Linked DNA regions of Sus scrofa: region 1 is linked to region 2. The links are chromatin contacts, called in public Hi-C maps. All regions are on one chromosome and are shown on one strand. Each heading gives the region's core, a stretch centred on a gene start, on an enhancer-like site or on the middle of the called end of the contact. The rest is flanking DNA. Distances are from core to core; before and after follow the strand shown. Region 1 has its middle 48 kb from the start of CTBP2. Region 2 overlaps CTBP2 (C-terminal-binding protein 2).

Evidence for each region. A called contact is a pair of places that touch in the nucleus more often than the background predicts.
Region 1: a contact with region 2 is called in a Hi-C map of omental adipose tissue, with 2.0 times the contacts expected there. The contact joins two enhancer-like sites. A contact is called at or near these places in 10 of 47 Hi-C or Micro-C datasets (alveolar macrophages, embryonic fibroblasts, fetal skeletal muscle and 6 more) and 1 of 2 datasets of contacts at active chromatin or transcription factors (skeletal muscle).

Annotation. Positions count from the first base shown.
Region 1 is chr14:134,534,497-134,538,716 of Sscrofa11.1, forward strand. No RefSeq gene overlaps it. Among named protein-coding and RNA genes, the nearest start is that of CTBP2, 48 kb to the left of the region's middle. Within about 2 kb of position 1,490, at least 19 of the 83 cell types and tissues checked have an H3K27ac peak or open chromatin away from gene starts, as enhancers often do. A contact at or near this core is called in omental adipose tissue, where this site is marked.
Region 2 is chr14:134,333,393-134,337,959 of Sscrofa11.1, forward strand. CTBP2 (C-terminal-binding protein 2) reads right to left here. Exons shown (of 11, transcript XM_021073631.1): 6 at 4,006-4,212; 7 at 784-998; 8 at 263-393. Among named protein-coding and RNA genes, the nearest start is that of ZRANB1, 82 kb to the left of the region's middle. Within about 2 kb of position 3,174, at least 7 of the 83 cell types and tissues checked have an H3K27ac peak or open chromatin away from gene starts, as enhancers often do. A contact at or near this core is called in omental adipose tissue, where this site is marked.

The sequences.
Region 1 (4,220 bases), core at 240-2,739, 200 kb after region 2:
CTATCTGCTTGGGGCAGAGCTCAGCCAGGCCCAGGAAGAACAGCCAGGCATCGGCAGGCTACCCATCACAGCCACCTCTGGAAGCCTCAGCATCTACAGGGCCGTCCCCGCAAGGCTCCCCTATCCTCAGGCCTGGGGGCGGGGAGGGGGACCAGGCTTGGGTGTCATCGACCTCCGGCCAGAGGGAAAAAGGGAGGGAGGTGCTCCCGGCCACACGGAGACTGGAGCCAGATCTAAGATTAGAACGGGTAGGTTTCTGACTCCGAGGTACACAGCCAAGCCCCAAAGGCATGCTGATTCTTGGCAAAGCCCTTTCCACATTCCTCTAACTCTGATCCCCCCCTAGTTTGTCTCTGGAAATATTGTAGCTGTCATAATCTTTGTTCTAATAAAATACTCATCTGACGATCTATTAGTAAGGCATATTGTTGACAGGAAATGTGCATTTGCCATATTTCCCATTATATTGTCTATTTCCTGCCTCATTTTTCTTGGGAGGGCAGGAGTCACGGGAGATAATAGCATATTGACAGAAAGAGAAAGCAAGGCAAAGAGATCGTTGAAAGTGGGGGGAATTGAGCTCTATTTGGCTGCAAAGCTTTCCAGCAGGATCTCCACCCTCATTTCCTGCTCAAAAAACGGCAGCCTCTGCTCCTTCCTCCTCCACCTCGCAAACCAATCATCTCCTGGTCCTGGAGGCTGACTCCCTCGGCATCTTTATTTTTATTTTTTTTCTTTTTAGGGCTGCCCCTGGGCATAGGGAAGTTCCGAGGCCAGGGACTGAATAGGAGCCGCAGCTGCCAGCCTACACCGGAGACACAGCCATGCCAGATCCGAGCCACAGCTGGCAACAATGCTGGATCCTTAACCCACTGCACAAGGCCAGGGATCGAACCCGCAGCCTCATGGATACGAGTCAGGTTCTTAACCCACCGAGCCACAGTGGGAACTCCTCCCTGAGCATCTGATGGAGGCCCAGCCTCCTGTTTTGGGGGGCTGGGGTCGGGGGAAACGCTTTAAGAATCCAGAAGAGGATGTGAAATGAACTCTTTCCCTTGCATCACCCTCAAAAGGGCTTCCTGGGGGCTGGTGGCACATGGAACCAGAAAGAACTTTGTTTTCTAGAAACTTCTTGCCTACACCCTTTTCTCTTTTGCTTATCAAATTGCAAAGAGTGCATCACCAGGAAAAGACCCCACTTACTGCAAAGGCCAGTGCGATGCCTGGAAACTGCTCTGCGGGGCCCTTCTGGAGGCCCCAGCCCTGTGGGTGGATGGCTGGGGTTGGGTGTTCCTTTTCAGGGACCCTGCTGATGGTTCCAGCCATACTGCGCACGTAAGTGTGAGGCTCTGGTTCTGCAGGGTTCTGGACCTTGCCAGCTGTGGGTCCCCTGGTCCTCGGATTTAGTGGCTTCAGCAGCCAGGAACAGGGAGGGCGGGCCTGACTCTGGCTTCCTAAGCCTGTGCCCTTCCTCTCCGGCCCCTCCCTACTTCCCACTGCTTTTGACCCACAGCTGGGAACCGGGAGAGAGCGAGAGAAGGAAGTAAATCTAGGGTGACCAATGGGTCCCGTTTGCCTGGGTCTGTCCCAGGGGTGCAGAAACAGGACTGGGAGGCAAGAAATACAGCTACTGATGTACGTTATGGGAACTCGATTTAGGCACAAGGGACTGTGTGCCGGCTCAGGTAACCCAAAGCGGAGGTATCTTGCCTTTTTCAGGCAGGGCTGGCTGGGTGGGGACAGACAGCGGCCCGCAGCTCCAGGCTTGCAATTCCTGTGAGCACAGCGCCCCCTGTGGAAGGAGACCCTTAATTTCCTAACTTCACTTCCAGGCCTGGCCAGGCTTCTGGAACTGTCTCCCTGCCTGACTGCTCAGGCCCGGGTCCTGCATCCTGCTCTACGCAGATGGGAGGGGGTGATTCCCCAGGGACTGCTGGGTGGGTCCAGGGGACCCAGCTCATCTGTCAGGACCCTGCCTTCCCCAGGTCCTACTCAGGCTGGGCGAACCCCTCTGTACCCTCCTGGCACCCCGTGTCCCTTCTAACCATTTCCCCAGGGAATGTAATTGTTTCTCCCGCCCTGTGAGCCCTGGAGAGCCCGTGATGGGCCTTTCACTTCTCTCTCCTCCCGGGAGGGTCTGAGCTCTGAGTAGGAGGGTTGTTTGCAGCAAATGCCACGTGTCTTTGTATATTTATGTGTTTACTTTTTTTTTTTCCTGTCTTTTTAGGGCTGCACCTGCGGCATATGGAGGTTCCCCGGCTAAGGGTCGAACTTTGGCTGAAGCTGCCGGCTTACGCCACAGCCACAGCCAGAGCAACGCTGGATCCAAGCTGCACCTGCGACCTATACCACAGCTCATGGCAACACTGTATCTTTAGCCCACTGAGCGAGGCCAGGGATTGAATCTGCATGGATGGTAGTTGGGTTCGTTACTGCTGAGCGTTTATGTTTTTTCCTTCCAAAGCTGTCACTTGAAGTTGTAAATCTTGCTTTTAGGGAGTGCCACCAACTTGAGAACTCTATGGGGGTGACAGAGAAGGAAACAGAGGGATGGACTCTTCTCATGGTGCTGGGTTAGGGCTAGGGATGCAGGGGTGAGAAGGATGCCTGATCCTGCCTGCGAACCTGTGACATGTACACACCTGGACCCAAACTGGGTGCTCTGGAGCTCTCGTCTGGCTCCAGTTCCCAGGTGACCGCCCGCTGAGGTCTCAGTAGGTGTCTACCGGCCCTACCAGCTGTTCTTTTTGAGCAGGTCACACATCTGTTGTCATTTTTCTGGCCACACCCACCCCCAACCCCAGTCCAACACTGTGAAAGGTGGGGGAGTCTCTGCCTGCTTTTGAATCTGCAGAACTCAGCATGGTGCCAGGCACATAGTAGGCACTTCATGTATACAATAATCACTACTTATCAAGAATTTTAACTATGTTGTCGTGCTCTGTGCTAAGCACCTTACATACATTATTTGATTTAATATTCGCATTAACCCTATAAGGTCAGGATTTTTAAAAGAATTATTTATTTATTTTTATTTTTTGTCTTTTTGCCATTTCTTGGGCTGCTCTCAAGGCATATGGAGGTTCCCAGGCTAGGGGTTTAATTGGAGCTACAGCTGCCAGCCTACACCACAGTCACAGCAACATCAGATCCGAGCTGCATCTGCAACCTACACCACAGCTCATGGCAACGCCAGATCCTTAACCCACTGAGCGAGGCCGGGGATCGAACCGGCAACCTCATGGTTCCTAGTCGGATTCGTTAACCACTGAGCCATGGCAGGAACTCCAGAATTGTTTTTAAAACAATTCTGTGGTTGAATATACCTAACATAAAATTTACCATTTCCACCTTTTTTGTACAATTCACTACTATTTATCTAGAACTTTCTTCTTTTTCTTAAATAGAAGTTCTACCTATGAAGTAACAACTCCCATTTTCCCCTCCTGACCTCCGGGCAACCATTATTCTTTCTTTCTTTCTTTTTTTTAAACATTTATAAGATACATTTATTATTTTTCTGAGCAAAGTGCAATGATTTTTAAATCTTCTTAAACAACTATGAAAAAAAATTCAAGAAAAATAAAATACGAATGGGAAATTTAACCATTAGATTTCTTCTGCTTTGTACTAACCCTATCCTTAGTCTAGAAAACAAACAAACAAAAAAACCTTTGAAGTATTACTAAAACACTAACCGAATCATTTTGCCATCAATCTAATAGGTACATGCATTTCAAGGTTCCCCTGCTAGGAATTTTGCTAAGATCAGTGTAATCATTAATAACACGACACAACAGAGCATAAGGAACACAGATCATCAGATGCGACCTTTGCCCCTCACCCTCAGCTTTATGTCAGAATAAAGCTGACGATTCCTCCAGGCTCTGAACCCCCAGGGCCTCTGTCCCAATCCCTGGGAGCAAAGACTATGCCCTGTCACACAGCTTTGTACAGGTTGTAGAAAAACAAAGCCTAAGTTTTCTTACTTTTCTGTAGTAGATGGTCAGTTATTTGATAAATACTAAAAACGTTTCTAGAAATTCACTTTATGAGTCTGTTTATCAAACTCATTGTGCGAGAACGGACTACACCAGAAGAAGTCCTTGGGAATGTGGTCCACGAATTCACTTTAACAGGTTGGAAATTTAAAATCTGCAAAGAAGACGTGGGGACTCCTGAAGCCAAACATGTTGTGATTACTAAAGGGATAGACACAC
Region 2 (4,567 bases), core at 1,924-4,423:
TCCGGGATACAGAGGGAGCCCACTCTTCCCTCCATTTTTCTGCCTCTCCCCTGATTATCTTTGGGCCTTTGACAGAACACAGCAGAGCCCTTAGAAGAATGGAGCCTGTAAACCGGACCTCCAGTTTCCAACCCAGCACACTTTGTCTAGGAAGCTGCGGCTCCATGTGCAAAGGAAGGGCTCAGGTGTAGAGATGGGTCCCACAAGCGCCCGGGTGCGTCCTGAGCTCTGGCTCCTAACGTCCGCGCCGGCTGAAGGCTACCTGAAAGGCTCCGATTCATGCACGTCGAGGGCCGCCCCTCGTATCCTGCCTTCCTTGAGGGCTTGGGCTAAGGCTTTCTCGTCCACCAGGCCGCCACGGGCTGCGTTCACAAGGAACGCTCCTTGCCTCATCTGCGAGAGGAAAAGCAGCTGGTTAGGAAGGATGCGGCCGCCGGCTCGGCAGGTGCTCGTGCAGTGGTTGGCAGAAGGATGCCAGGGGCCAGAGGCGGGCTGAGGTCTGGCTATTTGATGCCTGTGCAGCAGTGGGGGGAGGGAGTGCAGCATCTTGGCGACAGCTGGAGGCCAGGCCTGGTTAGGGCAGGTTCGGGCCGGGCTCTGGGCCCAGCTCCCGTCCCTCGCGACTCACCACGGCCCGTCTTACCGAGGGGCCCCTGCCAGCTTGGGGCTGGTAGCTCTGGGGAGTTTGCTCCCTCTTCATCGGTGTGTCCATGGACCACTTCCCATCCCCCGTTCTGTTTTGACAGAAATTTCCAGAGTCTGAGACCATCTGTTTTGATTTACCTGCTTTATAGTAAAGTCATTGATGAGGTGGTGGTTATGTTCATTGAGATTACAGTGCAAAGAGACACAGTCGCTCTGGTAGAGTAAGTCCTGCAGGGTGTAGACCCTCTGTACGCCCAGGGACCGCTCGATCCCATCCTGCAAGTAGGGGTCATAAAATATGACGCTGAATCCAAAGGCCTTGGCTCGAACAGCAACTGCCTGCCCCGTGCGACCTGTGCAGGAAGAAAGCATCGGGTGAGCGAGTCCCCGGCCGCTCCCGTCAGTGCCTGGGTGCCGCTCCGGCCTCAGCCTCAGGATTTCTGGCACCTGGAGCCTGCACTTGCTGTACTGCTGGCAGGTGGACCCGAATGGTGGCAACTGCTGTTGGAAAGGTCGCGCCTTAAGCTTGGTGACACCTGAGGCCAGCACTTCGCCCCAGGTCCCTGGGGCCAAAGCTGGGCCAAGCTTCCTGAGTGAGCACCCCATGCATATCACTTGGACTTGCTAATGAAGGTGTGTGTGTGTGTTTTAAATTCCTATTATGCACTTTTGCAAATATAAACATAACAGAACAATCTAGTGAACTTCAAATCGCCACCAATATCCCATCCTTATTTACCTTTCGTCTACTTTTCTGTTTACCCAGCATGCTTTTTAAAATGTTTTTTAATTTAATGGCTGCCCCCATGGCATATGGAAGTTCCTGGGCCAGGGGTGCAAGCCACTGCCCCGCAGGAACTCCCCTTTCCCCTCATGGCACCTTTTTTTTTTTTTTTTTTCGTCTTTTGTCCTTTTAGGGCCTCATTTGTGGCATATGGAAGTTCCCAGGCTAGGGGTCAATTAGGAGCGGTAGCCTCCAGCCTACACCACAGCCACAGCAACGCCAGATCTGAGCCGCATCTGCAACGTACACCACAACTCACGGCAACACCAGATCCTTAACCCACTGAGTGAGGCCAGGGATCGAACCCTCAACCTCCTGGTTCCTAGTCAGATTCATTTCTGCTGCACCACAACAGGAACTCCCTTGGCGCTTCTTAACAAGCTGGGCTTCATCCCTTTATTGCTCTTAATGTGTAACAGGAACTGTTCTCTCATTCCTGTTATAACTGGGTTTGCTCATGAAAGGGGTAAGATGATGGAAACTGACCACCGCAGTCTGGCCTGAACTGAGTCCCAAGTGGCCACCACGGACGCAAACCCACGGATCCCCACGCACAGCCCCTTGCTTCTCAGAGCAGTTCTCAGCCTGAACACAAAATGGTGTGAATGATGCTTGGAGGGGCTGACGGGAGAGCACGGGATGAGTCTTTATCGAAACCATGGCTGGAATGTGCAGGACGGAGACGGGAACAAGGCAAGAGGCGCCTTCCCCAGCAGGAGGGCGGCCTGGCCGTGGATCAGCCCCCCTCTGGCTGAACTGCCATCTGATCGTGCCGGACACACAACTGCCGTGGTTCAGGCGCACAGGTTTAAAAAGGCTGTTCTGATTAAGGGGCAGCGGCGGGCTCGCCAGTGGCTCGTTAGCCCTCACGTCACCCCCTCCTCAGTGTCGCCAGCTGGACACAGCGAACCAGGATCTACAGCCACAGGGTCGATGGGCAGGGATGGGGGCAGGGAAGCAGCCGTGACCTCCAGACCCCCCACCCCTGGCATGTGCTTGAGATGCAGCATTAAGGACTCACGTCCAACTCCACGACTCCCTCCTTCCCCTGTGTCCTAACCCAGTGATGGCGGCTGGGGTCCCCGGGGCCGTGCCGGGGCCTGAAAGCAACGGCCAGGTTCAACAATGAGGTTTTCCTGACTGCATTTTACACGACCTGATGACTTAATTGTCTTACTGACTTGATAAAAAAACAAAAAAAACAAAAAAACCCTGTCCTGACCTTTAAAAAAGACACTGCCACCGCCGGCAGGCTTTCCGTTCAAACTTTTGAGCATGTTCCCAACCTGGAGGCTGGCCTTGAGCACCAGCCACCAGCAGCCCGGCCCGGGGTCAAGCTTGGGACGCCCCATCCAGACCCCTGTGTGACAGCATGAACTGGGTCTGGACTTAGGGTGGCAGCCAGGGTCCCGGCCACCTCCTGTGTCAGATCTGCCTACAGTTCTGGGAGGCTGTGGCAAGACCAGAAAAGGAAGCGAGAAGACGGTGTGGGGGAAACAGGGACGGAGCCGTGCCTGGCTTACAATCTTGCGTCCACAGGGCCGAAATCATGGGACTGGCTTTCAAAAGATGGGTGGCAAAGAGGACAGCCTAGGAAATGACCCTGCATCCTGGCCAGAGCCCACCTGAGGCCCTTGCGGGGGCTTAAAGAATGTGTGATGTCCCATCTCTGAGACCCCCTTCCCGGAGAGCGGGAAGCCCGGCAGACACCAGCAGAGGGCGCTGCGGCTCACACCGCACCAGCATTTCGCACAGGCATCCTGTATCCTCCCCTCAAGGAAAACCAACGCTTGGAAAGAGATTAGCTCCCAAGAATGCTCACCTCTGAAACCTCTTACACTCAGACCGGGTGCTGGAAAAGGTGGGAGCTCTTCCTGGAAGAAGCCCAGCTCCTCCTAGCTGCTCAAGCTGGCACCCAGGCAGGGGCTTGCGGGGTGAGGAGGCCCTGCGACCATCCCAGAGGCCCTGCCTCCAGGTGGCTGGAAGCACAGAGCTCTGAGCTAAGGGCTGAGTGGCATCGTGCAGGGCCCTGAAGTCACCACCCACCCCCATGTGCTCCCCAAGCCTTTGGGTCCGAAGGGGCAGCCACTGTGTACACTCAGTCCCAATTTACAGCCTGGGAAACCGAGGCAGAGGTCGAGTATTTCCTTCAAGGTCACAGAGCGAGTAAGTGGTGGGGCTGATATTCAGCAACAAGGAAGGCTCCTCCCGTTGGGATTTAGCCCCCCCACCTGCTGCCAACAGCCTTGGGTAAGCTGCCCGCCAGCCCCTGCCCCTCACCCTCTGCTGGGGCAGTCAGCGGGCATGGCCCTTTCCTGAGCACAGGCTCCTGCCACATCCTCCCTGACCAGCCACGCCAGACCCGCTCTTCCAGAAGCAGCCCAGATCTTACTTCTGATTGGCGTCCAGATCAGTCTGACCTCCCAGCCCAGGCAGCTCAGTGGGCAGCCAAAGCCCTCAGGCCCAAGAGAGCTCCTCCCACAGGCACTGCTGCCAGGGCCGGGCCAGCCTCCCTGGAGGGTCCCGGCGGCAGCCCCCGAGGTGTGGGCAGAGGGGGCCGGAGCAGCCACACGTACCAAAGCCGATGAGGCCCAGCGTCTCCCCGCGGATGCGGGCTGCTCCCGAGGCAACCTCCCGGATCTGCTCGACGCTCTGGACCCGCGTGCCTTCCCGCAGCGCCTGGTACAGCCACGTGTTCCGCCGGTACAGGTTGAGGATGTGGCAGATGGTGGAGTCGGCCGTCTCCTCCACGGCCGCAGAGGGGATGTTGCACACGGCGATGCCTGGAAGAGACGGCACGGCCCTGCGATGGGCATCTCGAGCTCTGGCAGGAGGCTCCAGGGCTGCCCAGCTTGAGCAACAGAGGCCACAGACTTGGCCTGCTCGGCCACCGTGTATGTGTGTGGCTCGGGGCAGGTCGGGGTCTTTGAGGCCTGCTTGTCACCTGGAGGACACAGACCCTCTGGCTCGGGTGCTTAGGGGCCACCCCCCCACAGCCATTCCCAGGAGGACTTCTGTGCAGGGCATGGCTCACTCCCAGCCCTGCCCACCATCCATATGCGGGGCCAGGAAGCCAGCACAAAGCCCCCCATCCCCACCCCCCAGACAACCCATGGAGTCCAGAAAACCAAGGTTCCT